2 separate regions of the Mus musculus genome follow, and region 1 is linked to region 2. Evidence: chromatin contacts called from public Micro-C data. All regions are on one chromosome and are shown on one strand. Each heading gives the region's core, a stretch centred on a gene start, on an enhancer-like site or on the middle of the called end of the contact. The rest is flanking DNA. Distances are from core to core; before and after follow the strand shown. Region 1 has its middle 26 kb from the start of Pdzd2. Region 2 has its middle 7.2 kb from the start of Gm52210.

What was found. Hi-C and Micro-C count contacts between places; a contact is called where the count stands out from the background.
Region 1: a Micro-C map of the G1E-ER4 cell line shows a contact between it and region 2. The contact joins two enhancer-like sites. A contact is called at or near these places in 2 of 39 promoter capture datasets (cranial neural crest and liver), 2 of 484 Hi-C or Micro-C datasets (both in the G1E-ER4 cell line) and 5 of 115 datasets of contacts at active chromatin or transcription factors (embryonic forebrain, embryonic stem cells, epiblast stem cells and 2 more).

The regions. Positions count from the first base shown.
Region 1 is chr15:12,762,880-12,769,578 of GRCm38.p6, reverse strand. It overlaps the pseudogene Gm17756. Among named protein-coding and RNA genes, the nearest start is that of Pdzd2, 26 kb to the right of the region's middle. Within about 2 kb of position 3,423, at least 2 of the 459 cell types and tissues checked have an H3K27ac peak or open chromatin away from gene starts, as enhancers often do. A contact at or near this core is called in the G1E-ER4 cell line, where this site is marked.
Region 2 is chr15:12,310,364-12,316,442 of GRCm38.p6, reverse strand. No RefSeq gene overlaps it. Among named protein-coding and RNA genes, the nearest start is that of Gm52210, 7.2 kb to the left of the region's middle. Within about 2 kb of position 2,977, at least 14 of the 459 cell types and tissues checked have an H3K27ac peak or open chromatin away from gene starts, as enhancers often do. A contact at or near this core is called in the G1E-ER4 cell line, where this site is marked.

The DNA.
Region 1 (6,699 bases), core at 2,174-4,673, 450 kb before region 2:
TGAAATAAATCTCCCATCCTTTGAATTAGGATATCCAATTTAATAGTAAAACCAATTCTATGTTTGGCATTTGTGTGCATGCTTGATAGTAAAACCAATTTTATGTTTGTTGGTTCTGTGTGTGTGTATGTGTGTGTGATTCTGAATTTTGAAAGCCACAACAAAGAGAAATGTCTCCTTTCCAACATCAAACCTGAATTACCTTAGGCTCCCTTTAGGGGCTGGTTTTCCAGTAACTGAATTTGAGTAACTACACTGAAACAGTCTGAAGCACCAGCCAGCCTCTTCTGTGTCAGATATCTGGTGACGACCACTGCGCTTCGCAGAAGCCTTAGAGGGGCGTTCCTGCAGGGTTTTGTTTGTTTGTTTGTTTGTTTTTGTTTTTCACCCAAATTCAGGCATCGTCTAGCAAAAGTCTCTTTTAAAAAAATATGACAAGCTAGTGGGTTTCCACATTAGAATTGTAGAAAAACTGCCTTTGCTCTCTTACAGCTTCAAGCTCATGGTGTTTGTGTGTTTTGGAGCAAGTTGCTTGACTCTTCTCGGCTCTAGGTCTCTAAAATGGGAGTCCTATCTAAGAGCTAGCCATGCTGAGGAAAAAATGGCAGGTTCTATTGAAAACTCACTTCCTCCCATAACTGAAGCCAGTGGGAGCCAGTCTCAGCACACTAGGACCCTGGGTTGACAACATTGTTTTTCTGTCCTTTTTTAAAATTTAATTTAAAAATGCATTATGATCCTATCCACCCATTCTGGACTCTAAGCATGTCACCCACCACATCTTTCTCCCAACTTTACTTCGTCTTTATTTGGTGTTATGGATGGATGTCAGCGTTAGGGAGGATCCACACCCACATCCTGCCTCTACCTCCCACCCCTACCTGGCACCCCCACCTCCCACCCCTAGATAAAGAGCTATTGGAAGATGATGATGGTGGGGGAGAGTCATCATTCTTTGGGATTGTAGTCACTTGTAAAGTTACTCATGTTTCATGGGATGGCCTACACCCATGAGCATGTAAGCAGCACTAACTGAATACAGCGGGACATTGAAAAACAAAGAAGCAAGCATCTTTCTGTGTTTCTAAGTGTTCCAGATAGGTTGCTTCCTGTGTGCTCAGCGGCACAGTGGATCGAAGAAAGAGTGGTGTGATGGTATGCATGCAAAATGGATGGCTTGGCTTTGCCAGCTACCAGCAGGTGCCAGAGAGCTGTACCCATGCACAGGATTACTGCACCTAGCTGGATCACAAGTATCTAAACTTTTTTGGTTTTATTCATTGAGAGTTTTCAGCATACATACAACGTATGTCGAAATGATAATATGGCCTGGCCCTTCCCCCGTCCAGCTTTCCCAGACCCACACCCACCCCTACCTTCCAACATCATATTCTCTCTTTTGTCTTCCTCCTCTATGAACCCACTGTGCTCAATTAGAGTTGCCCGTAGCATGGGTACAGAACATCCCCTGGTGCACAGCCACCTACAAGAGGCCACACCACTGAAGAAAACTGACTCTTTCCTCCCCTAGCCGACCCCAACTGCCAATAGCTTTCAGCTTGCGGTAGGGACATCCTCACAAATCTCTTCTCCATCCGACCTGGACTGTTGCTTACTTTGATCTTGTGTAGACCCCACACTGCTGTGGGCTTACAAGTACCACAGCCCTGTCCTTTCCAGAAGACTATTTTATGACTATTTTCCCTAACCTCTGGCTCTTAACCTTTCTGGTCTCTCTTTTTTGTGATATCCCCCGAGCCTTGGATGGAAGCGGATGATATAGCTGTTCTATGCGTGGCAGAGCATCCTAAAGTGGTTCGTTATCATTGATTAGCGAGTGAGCGTCTGTGCTAACTGCAGTCTGTTGCCGTGCTGAGTCTTGATTGTTCTCTTTGACTAGTGCTGAGCCTCTCTGTCTGGTGGGGGTGGGGTGGGGAGTAGAACACTGGTAAATTTGTTTGCACAAAAAATCTAGACTCTTGGGAAGCAGAAGATCTAAGTTTAAAAGGCAGAGTTTTCAGTTTGAAGAAAAAAGCAACAATTCATGTTGTTAGATGGTGTTAAGAGATGGTTAATGTGAAGAAAGTTGAGGTCGAACCTGGCTGGGGTGAGACTGTGCTAAGGGTGGGCATCTGAGGGGCGGGAAGTGAAGACAGGGTTGCAGAGTGGGAGCCCTGATGCACCCCCTCTTCTCGCCAGTCGTAAGCAGTTAGTAAATCATCCGGAGACATGAGGGTTAAATTGAAAGTGGCTTAATAAGTTAACAGTTTTGTCTGCAGCATATATGTAATTGGGTATTATGTAGTCTCTCTGTGGCTGTGAGGATAACGAGAGAGGTGGGCGTTGCCTTGGGAAAGAAGGAAGATGTAGTGAGCAAACACCCTAATTCCTCATCTCGGTTGTGTGTGTCTGGTGGTGTTCAGCAGTTTCACACAGGGACTTTCTTCCAGGAATTTTGCTGATAGTCTTTTTTTTTTTTTTTATTTTAGAAACCTTGGTTATCTTAGTCTTATCTCACGGTAGGAGATACTTCCTTTATGGAAATGTCAGCCACGTCTGTTGACTCCTTATCATCAATGAAAGTCTTGCATGATGAAAGGGTCAAGAGTGGCTTACAAAAAAAAAAAAAAAAAAAAAAAAGATGTCCCTCTTACATACATCATGTGTGTGCATGCAGGCATGCAGGCATACAGACACACAGACACACACATGCACACATATGTACAGAGAGAGAAAGAGAGAGGGAGAGAGAGAGAGAGAGAGAGAGAGAGAGAGAGAGAGAGAGAGAGAGAGAATTCTAGACGTAATGATACCCTGTGCTTGGGGCCAGCAAGATGGCTCAGTGGCTGAAGTACCTAGTGCCTAGCCTAATAATCTGAGTTCCTGAGTCGCACCTGGTGAAAGAAGAGGACTGAGTTCTGCAAGTTCTCTGACCTTCACAACCATGCTATGTAGAATACACACAGATACACACACACACATACACAGACACACACACAGACACACACACAGACACACACACACATACACACACACACACACACACACATACACACATACATACACACACACATACACACACATACACACATACACACACACACAGACACACACACATACACACACACACCACACAAACCAAAAGCCCACAAATCCCATTCTTGAAGAAATCCTGCTTTTGGAGGGATGTACAAGGACCTATAGAAGCGAGGGACTAACATGGATACAGACAGGTTGAGACTGTAGAAAGTCTCCTCCCTTTCATTACAACAGAGACAATGAGCAATGAGCGTCCAGCTGAGCACCATAGTGCACACTTACAATCCTGACACTGCACAGGCAAGGTAGAAGGCTCAGGAGTCCAGGATCAGCAGGAGTCCAAGGAGGCAGGAGCTGTCCCAGAGGTTGTAGAGGGATGCTGCTTACTGGCATGCTCTCCATAGCTTGCTCAGCCTGCTTTCTTAATAGAACTCAGGACCACCAGCCCAGGGATGGCACCACCCACAAAGGGCTGGGTCCTCCCCCATCAATCATAATTAAGACAATGCCTTACAGCTGGACCTTCTGGAGACATTTTCTCAGTAGAGTTTCCCTCCTTTCAGATAACTCTAGCTTGTATTGAGTTGACATAAGACTAGCCAGCACCAAAGTTAATAAAAGAATAGATTCTTGTGGCTGGAGAGATGGCTCAGTGGTTAAGAGCACTGACTGCTCTTCCAGAGGTCCTGAGTTCAATTCCCAGCAACCACATGGTGGCTCACAGCCATCTGTAATGGAATCTGATGCCCTCTTCTGGTGTGTCTGAAGACAGCTGCGGTGTACTCATATAAATAAAAAGTAAATAAAGCTCTAAAAATAAAAATAAAAAAAAAGAATAGCTTCTCATAACCTATCGTGTGGGAAACTCTATATAAACACTCTATAAGTGAGTCTGTTATTTTGGTTGAGGAGAAGGTCAGTGATATTGGGCAACTTGGAAAAGCAAAGAACCTTAGGCCAATGTCTGGAACTGTCTCGTACACGTGTCTGTCTGTCTGTCTGACTGTCATGACAGCAAGTAGGAAACTATTTGGCTAATGTCGAGGAGCTGTGTTGTGGGGCAGCAGCAAATGCAATGAGATCCACTGGAGTCCACACATACGGAATTAAAGAAACAGAGGCAAGCTACGTGCCTCTCCGCTCTCAAACCGCCATCCCACAAACATGGATCAGGTAATGCAGTTTGTAGAGCCAAGTCGGCAGTTTGTAAAGGACTCAGTTCAGCTGGTTAAAAGATGCACCAAACCCGACAGAAAAGAATTCCAGAAGATTGCCATGGCTACAGCTATAGGATTTTCTATCACGAGATTCATTGTCTTCTTCGTGAAACGGATCCATATATGCATTAATAACATTACTGTGGGTGGCTGAGTCCTGTCTCATCACGGGACGGGTGAACCAGTGAGGGGGTGACAAGCACCCGAGGTAAAACATTGCCTGAAAAAAAAAAAGAAAGAGTGGCAAAACCGTACATTTTGGGTAAATTGTTCTATGACATTATTTATTGGAGGGGGGGACCTGGCCACTGGTAAAGAGCTCTCTTTTCAATTGATGATATGAAAAGCAGTGGCATCAATCATAATTGTACATTATTCTTATGAGGAGGATAAAAAAAGCTTAAGTGAATCTGCTTTTCTTACCTAGAAAGCGAGAACTGAGAACTATTTGTTCTCCCAGCGACTGAGCCTGCTTCCATCCCGGGTCTTTTTCTCATGTGGCCTAAGATTAAGAGTCCTCAGTTGAGCTCGGAGTGAGTATGGTGCTGTACACCTGTAACCTTAGCACTCAGGGAGCTGAGGCCGAAGTTCGAGGCCAACCTCAGCTACATAGCAAGAACAAGGTCAGCTCGAGCTACACGATGAGACCCTGTCTCACAAAACCAAGGGCTGGAAATGCTGCTCTGTAGGGCAGGGCTGGCCTAGGATACACAAGACTTAGGATGTGGTTGCCCAATACCTGCCCTCAGAAAGCTCTCAAGAGTAAAACTTGCCCTTTTGGGTGATGCACAAACCTTTAATATGCTAAGCTGCTCAAGGCATGTGGATCTTTTATCTGTCTTATATTCTTTCATCTGTACTATATTTGGACAGCATGTCCTGACACATTTAAGCTGGGTGAATTCTGGTTGACAGACAGGACTACCTTCACTCTAAGCAGTGACAAACCCAGTTGTATTAAGAATGACTATTCATACAACTCGGTACAGACAAAATAAAGCCACTGGTTCTAACACAGTCAAATTCATACTTTTAAGCCAACACATTTTAAAATAGTTTTCTTGGATCAATCTTCATCAGTACATTTTTTTTTAAAAAAACAACCTTAAGGATTTTTTTTTCTTTTAGCTATTTCTGGGAGGAAGAGATTCATTTGGATGTATAAGTTATGGCCTGATAAGAAATTACTATTTATAATAAAGAGAAAAAACATGAGATAGATCTTGAGTTAATAAACCGGGGAAAGATTGTATCAGAAAACACAACCACCTTTCTTTTGAGCTCTGCATTCAACCCCAGAAATGAAGAAAAAAATAAAAATTTTAAACGTCATATTAGTTATTGAGACATTACTACTGTTTATATATTGGTTATTGAAACATTACTGTTTGTCTCTTCAAACTGCAAAGAGTCTTAGCAATCACAAGTGGCTGGCAGTCACTTTAACATTGTGATACTGTGAAGGGGCATCTAAATATAAGCACTAAATTATGACAAAATAAAACACTGGAAGAGCTGAAAACATGTAATTTTCTATCTTGGGCTAGGACAGGCACACTAATAGCTGATTTAAAAACATAAGAAGTACTCTCGCTTGCCCTGTGAGTTCAGCTCTCTCCCAGGTCGGGTGAAATGTAACGTAAGTGCGTGCCTTCATTTTGGGTCCTGGGTTAGCCAGCTCAGACCCCATTAATAGATGAGCAAGGAGAGATATTTAAAACTCTAGCAATGAGGCTCTCTGACCTGTCGCCCTTGATGGCTGCCTTTGTAGAAAATGCCCCCAAATACCCTCATCCAGGGACCATCCAGGCATTAAACGAAAGGCTCTGCGCACGGGATGGATTTAGCTGTGTGAAGCTCTGCTTGTATTACACTCACAGATCTGCTTTCCAAACTCCCTCACATACGATCTTGGTATGTAGCCCAGGATCGGCTTTACCCTCTTTTTATAGCTAGAGAGCCTAAGGGAGGAGGTTTAGAGAGTTTACCCATGGTCACGTGCTCAGCACAGACCTGAGAACAGTCGGCTTTCCCTCAGCCCTCCATTCGCACCGTACCTTGTTTTACAAAAGCAAAGGTTTCAAGAACAGTCCAGAGGAGCACCCATGGGTGTAGGAGGGTCCCACTTGTGCTCCCGGCCACCTACCTACCCTCTTGTGCAGTCAGGACTTAGGGTGTACTCAAGTTTGTGGCACAATGTCGGGGGACATGCTATGTACCCTATAGATATTTGAGCAGAGAATCTGAACTGCCTTCAGAGAGAGAGAGAGAGAGAGAGAGAGAGAGAGAGAGAGAGAGAGAGAGAGAGAGAGAGAAAATGCCTGAGATGGTCTAAAGTTGGACTCCCCCCAATTGCAGGCCTTAGCTGTTAACACTCTATGGGGGGCTACCTTTTTTCATCTCAAGAGGTCCCCCTGTCTGAGGAGGGAAGGAGAGTTGTTTT
Region 2 (6,079 bases), core at 1,728-4,227:
GTTTGTCAATTTCTCATAACATTAAACAGAGTTTCCACACGACCCAACCCTTCCACTTTTAGGTAAATACCCAGGTGAAGAAGACCTTGTTTACATGAAAGCAAGCATAAATGTTCATAACAGAACTGTCTGGAATAATGAAGTGAAAACAACTCTGCCCTTCAGCTGATGGTTGGGTAATAACATTTAGTATACCCATACCACAGGGTATTGCTAGCTGTAAGAAGGAGTAGGGCACACGCTGTCATGAATCACCCTTGAAAATATGCTAAGCAGGGGAAAACAGTTACAGTGATCTAGTGTGGGACTCTGTGAAATATCCTGAATTAAGTACAGCTGTACAAATAGACAGTAAATAAACGTTTGCCTAGAGTGTCAGAATAGGCAGCAACACTAATGAGTATGAGATTCTTTTAGGGGTTTAAAAAATAAAAGTCCTAAAATTGATCATGTTGACATATTTGAATATGTTTAAATTCTACGTTGGGGGAGGGCTAAATTTTGCAGTATGTAAAATTTACTTTAATAAATACAACAAAAGTATAGCTCTTTGGATTAGGTTTGGGTAGTAGTGTGTTCCAAGATAATATGTTATTGAGGGGAAATTTTGGTGTGGGTGTGTGTGTGTGTACAATCTCTGGAATGTGTTTTTCTTTGTTGTTCTTTTCTTTTGTTTGGGATCTTTTAAAAATACTTTTGTTTATGCTTTGACAATACTATGTATTTATATATACATTTATAAATGGATTTATTTATACATGCAAACAAGGCGCCTTGATCCTATTCACCCCCAGCTCATCCTTCCTACTCCCCCTGATCTCCTGACCTCTCCCTTCCACCTTCCCATCCTCTCTCTCTTAAAAAAAAAAACCTCACTGAGTGGAATTAGTGCTGTATGCATACATGGGAGGCCAGTCACAGGAACATGAGTGCTCTATCTGTGGTCACACCCACAAAAAATGACTCCTCTTCCTCCAGAAGCTAACTATTACCAATTATTACTCAGCTCAAGACGGAACCTGCAGAGTCCGAGCCTGCTAGAGTGCTGACTGGCTTGATGTCGTGTCTGTCGTGTGCAGGCGACCACAGCTCCAGTAAGTTCATGAGTGCACATGCTTCAACTCTTACATTATCTCCAATCCCGCCTCTGAGCTGAGCCCTGAGCCTCAAGGTGGATGAAGATGTCTTATTTGGAAACTTGAGAGCTTAGCTGTCATTTTTTTGGAGTGGATACCTGTATGAGTATGTGCATACAAACTAGCAAACATACAAACACCCTAATTTTGAAAACACAAAGAACACATGAGAATACCTGTTCAATTGCCCCAATCTCCAAACGAAACGGGCTAGGAATTTGAAAACATGCTGGTATGGTTCTCCTGGTCCTGCTGTATGTTATAATTCTAAATTTTATCGTTATTAATAAATTATAAAATATGTTTCTATCCATAGATTAATGCTGCTTTCAACCTTGGTCAGAGAAGCTGTGTTTTGAAGTGGACAGCAGTGTCAATGTAGACTCATAACTCATCAAAACGTTGAGCGTTAGTGACCCTTGCCTTTAATTAGTTAGTGAGATGGGTCAGTGTTTACAAATGCTTGCTGACAAGCCTGACTGCCCCAGTTCAATCTGTGGGAATCGTACAGAGGGAAAGGAAATACTCCCACAAGTTGTCCTCTGACCTACACATCGATGCTTATTTGTGATGAGGTCTCTCTATTACGTAGCCCTGGCTGTCCTGGAACTCACTCTGTAGACCAGGCTGGCCTCAAACTCTTAGAGATCCACCTGCCTCTGCTTCCCAAGTACAGGAATTAAAGGCATGTGCCACCATGCCTGGCTAAAATTAGGATATTTTAAATATACTTCAAACCGTCTTCACACTTTTAATTTGAATAGCTAAATATCTCATTTAAGGACTAAAATATACCAGCTTTAGTACTGAGCCTGTAGAACTATTCAGTGAAAAACATAGTTTAAAATAGAGGTGTCTTGGGCTGGAGAGATGGCTCAACAGTTAAGAGCACTGACTCTTCTTCCAGAGGTCCTAAGTTCAATTCCTAGCACCCACATGGTGGTTCACAACCATCTGCAATGGGATCAGATGCCCCATTCTGGTGTGTCTGAAGACAGCTACAGTGTACTCATATACATAAAATAAATAAATAATTTTTTTTTAAAATTGAGGTATCTTGCTCGGCAGTGGTTGTACACGCCCTTAATCCCAGCATTCAAGAGGCAGAGACAGGTAAATCTCTGTGAATTCAAGGCCAGCCTGGACTACAGAGCCAGAACAGCCAGGAGTAAACAGAAAAACCCTGATTCAAGAAGCTAATTAATTAATTAGTTAATTAATTAATTGAGTGTCTGGGTAAGGTTAGGATTGCCCTTGGGAATCATATATGGCTCGTATTTAAGGATTTCCCTTGTACTGAAAATGTACCCCAAGAGCACTTTCAAAGGACTTACATGGAGCTCACTATACATATGAGCTCAACCACTGAGCCATCTCTCCAGCCCCAGGGAAAGCCCTTCTTTATGTTGCTCTCTGCACCTCTGTTTCTCAGTTCAGTGGAAATGTCCTCACTGACCTGGAAAACAGCCCCTCACACAGATATTTTCATAGTTGGGGGGCGGGGGACACGGTTGTTTTTGCTTTTTTTTTTCCTCTCCCGCCTTCTCAGAACAAATAATTCTCAGGTTCTCAAGTCAACCATGGGGGGCGGGGGGGAGGGGGGAAGGTCTCCTCCTGCCCAGGAATTTTAGTAAATCAGGGTGTGATAAGGGAGAAACCACCCTCTAAGGCTGTAGATGTCCATCCAGTTTTCTCACAAGCCATCTGTCTTTGTTCTAGGAGTAAAGGTTGCTTCCAGGTCAATGGGTTAAACACTGCAGTTTCCAGAGCAGTGTAGTCATTTAATCTGCAGTGTTAAACAGAGTGGGTGCCCCACCCTCACCCCATGGCCTCACATGCCCTAGGGCCTCGAGCTCTTTCAATTCAGGTACACCCATCCTGTTCTCTTGTGTTTGTTTTGGTTCTCCATATATGGGCCAAGATGACTGGAAATGTTCCATGTAGCTCAGATAGCCTCAAACTCACAACCAATCCTCTTGCCTCAAATACCAGAATGTTGAAATTCCAGAATTGTGCTACTATTGGTGAGTGTGTGTGAGTGTGTGTGTTTGTGTGCTCATGTACACACTTGCATGTGTACATATCACCTGAGAAGATCAGAAAAGGCATTAAGGGGCTGGAGAGATGGCTCAGTGGTTAAGAGCACTGACTGCTCTTCCTTTGGAAGAGCATGAGTTCATGAGTTCAAAGCCCAGCAACCACATGGTAGCTCACAACTATCTGTAATGAGAACTCTTCTGGTGTGTCTGAAGACAGCTACAGTGTACTTAGATATAATAATAAATAAATCTAAAAGAAAGAAAGAAGGAAAGAAAGAAAGAAAGAAAGAAAGAAAGAAAGAAAGAAAGAAAAGAAAAGGCATTGATTTTTTTGGAGTGGGGTTCTAGGCATCTGTGAGCAGAGGATGGGTGAGAAAAATTCGTTTTAGTTTGGTTTGGTTTCCAGGAACTCACTATGAAACCAAGGCTTGTCTCAGCTCTCAAATTCACATTACAGAAATGGATCACCCATGTTGCTGTCAGGTAAATCCTGACCTGTTTTCAAATTTGAATTCTGTGCCATTTTAGAAGAAAACCGAGATGGAGTCTATTTATTTTCCACCCATCACATCTGGACTCGCCTTGAGTCTGCTTTTTTTTTTTTTTTTTTTTTTGGATTCTTTTTTTTTTATTATTAGATATTTTCTTTATTTACATTTCAAATGCTATCCTGAAAGTTCCCTATACCCTCCCCCCTGCCCTGCTCCCCTACCCACCCACTCCCACTTCTTGGCCCTGGCGTTTCCCTGTACTGGGTTATATAAAGTTTGCAATACCAAGAGGCCTCTCTTCCCAATTAAGTCTGCTTTTTTAAAGATTTATTTTATGTATGTGAGTACACTGTCTCTCTCTTCAGACACAGCAGAAGAGAGCATCAGACACCATTACAGATGTTTGTGAGCCACCATGCGGTTGCTGTGACTTGAACTCAGGACTATTTGGAAGAGCAGTCAATGCTCTGAACCGCTGAGCACCCAACTCCAGACCACCCATTCCCCCAGACCACCCATCCCCCACTACTCTTGATTTAGCTTATGTAACTGTCCTGCCGGTCAGCCGTCTATACATTGAGTCACTAGATGTCCCATGGAACTCACATTGTCTTCTATGCCCAGACTCCATTGAGTAAAAAAAGATCTCGTAGAGCTTCGGCCGCCTGCTGACCTTAAGCTAGAGGGGAACTTCCAGTCCAAGAAGAGTTTCTCGCCACGTGACCTTCCTCAACACATTCTCTTGCGCTAACAAGGAGAATCTGCCGGCACCACATTTTATATAACGAAGCCCAAGTATAGGAGGGCACCCAACACTGCGACCACAGTCTCCTGGTAAGGTTTCTCCCCACAAGGTCTTGTTATGTAGCCTATGGTAGCCTAGGCTGATGTAGAATTCAAGATCCTCCTACCTCAACCACCTGACTTCTGTGATGACAGACATGTTCAACTGTACTCTGTCCGTCACAAACACACCATTAGTGTCACCTCACACTCAAGGGAAGGGTGGGATACAAAGGCAGGCACACCCATGGGGATTTGGCTTAGCGTCTGCCCACCACAGCAAGCAGGAACCTTTCAGATCGGAAATGGACGACTCGTGAATGAACAAACGTAACTTACGACTCAGCAGTTTTGGCTACTTTTCCTTATTCATAACTGTTAGGTTTCAAACCTGGGACAAATGGCTGAAGTGCCTATTTAACATATCAAAGTGGACACTGGCTGCCAGCTTTGATTCTCCCTGCATCCCTCCAGCCCAAGGGGCTTGGCTGCTCTTCCTTATATAATCCAACCATTTTGGCTAAACCCATTTGGGCCTCTTTGTTCCTTTGGGCCTCCTGGCTGCTTCACCTGGTTCCTCTGATCTCCCTGTCTCCCTTCCCCTCCCCCTCTCCCCACATGTTCAGGGTCACATCCACTCTCTTCTCTCCTCCACTCTCTTCTCTCCCAGATGTGTCTGCCTCTGGCTACTCTATCCCACTTCTCTGCAATAAACTTCCTCCTCCACAACACCTAGGAGCAGCCAAGGTCTTTCCTTTTTTTTAAAAATTCGACAACTCCCTAGAAAAAGCTCTTCTTTTCTTTAAAAAAAATTTTTTTTCTGGCCCAACTCCAGCCTTATTTATTTTGTATATGTAGGTACACTGTCACTGTCTTCAGACACAGCAGAAGAGGGCATCGGATGCCCATTACAGATGGTTGTGAGCCACCATGTGGTTGCTGGGAATTGAACTCAGGACCTCTGGAAGAGCAGAAGTCGGTGCTCTTAACCGCTAAGCCATCTCTTCAGCCCTTCCTAGAAAATCTTATAGAGTTATTTACTGCAAACCATATTCCAAATTAGTGGTTCAAAATGCTTATTTTAGTTGCTTTTTCTTCTGTGGTTTGGCAGCTCGGGCTGGAATCAACCAGGCAGCTTGCTGGGGTCTGATAGTCACCCACACAGCTGCATTTTGCTTGACCTTAATATGAACTTAGCCTCCCCCACAGATAGGATGATGGCTATAGGCTAGTGAGTGTGCGTAGAGTAGATTGGCCTCATTTGAGTTCCAAGAAGAGATGTCTCAAGGCTCAAAAGTTGTATAGAAGTCATTGCTGGTGCTACATTTTATTGATCAAAACAGACCCCAAGGTGAGCCTCAATGCAGAGTGGAAAAGAGGTAAGCGGTACCTCCTTTCCTTTCTAAAACTGCCCAAACTCAAATCTACAAACATTTCAGGGTTTACCTGATAGCAAGCTGGGTGTGGTAACTCATGTCTGCACTCTGAACTTGAAAACTGAGGCAGAGGGACAGGTCGGATTTACCTGACAGCAACATGGGTGATCCATTTCTGTAATGTGAATTTGAGAGCTGAGACAAGCCTTGGTTTCATAGTGAGTTCCTGGAAACCAAACCAAATTAAATCGAAT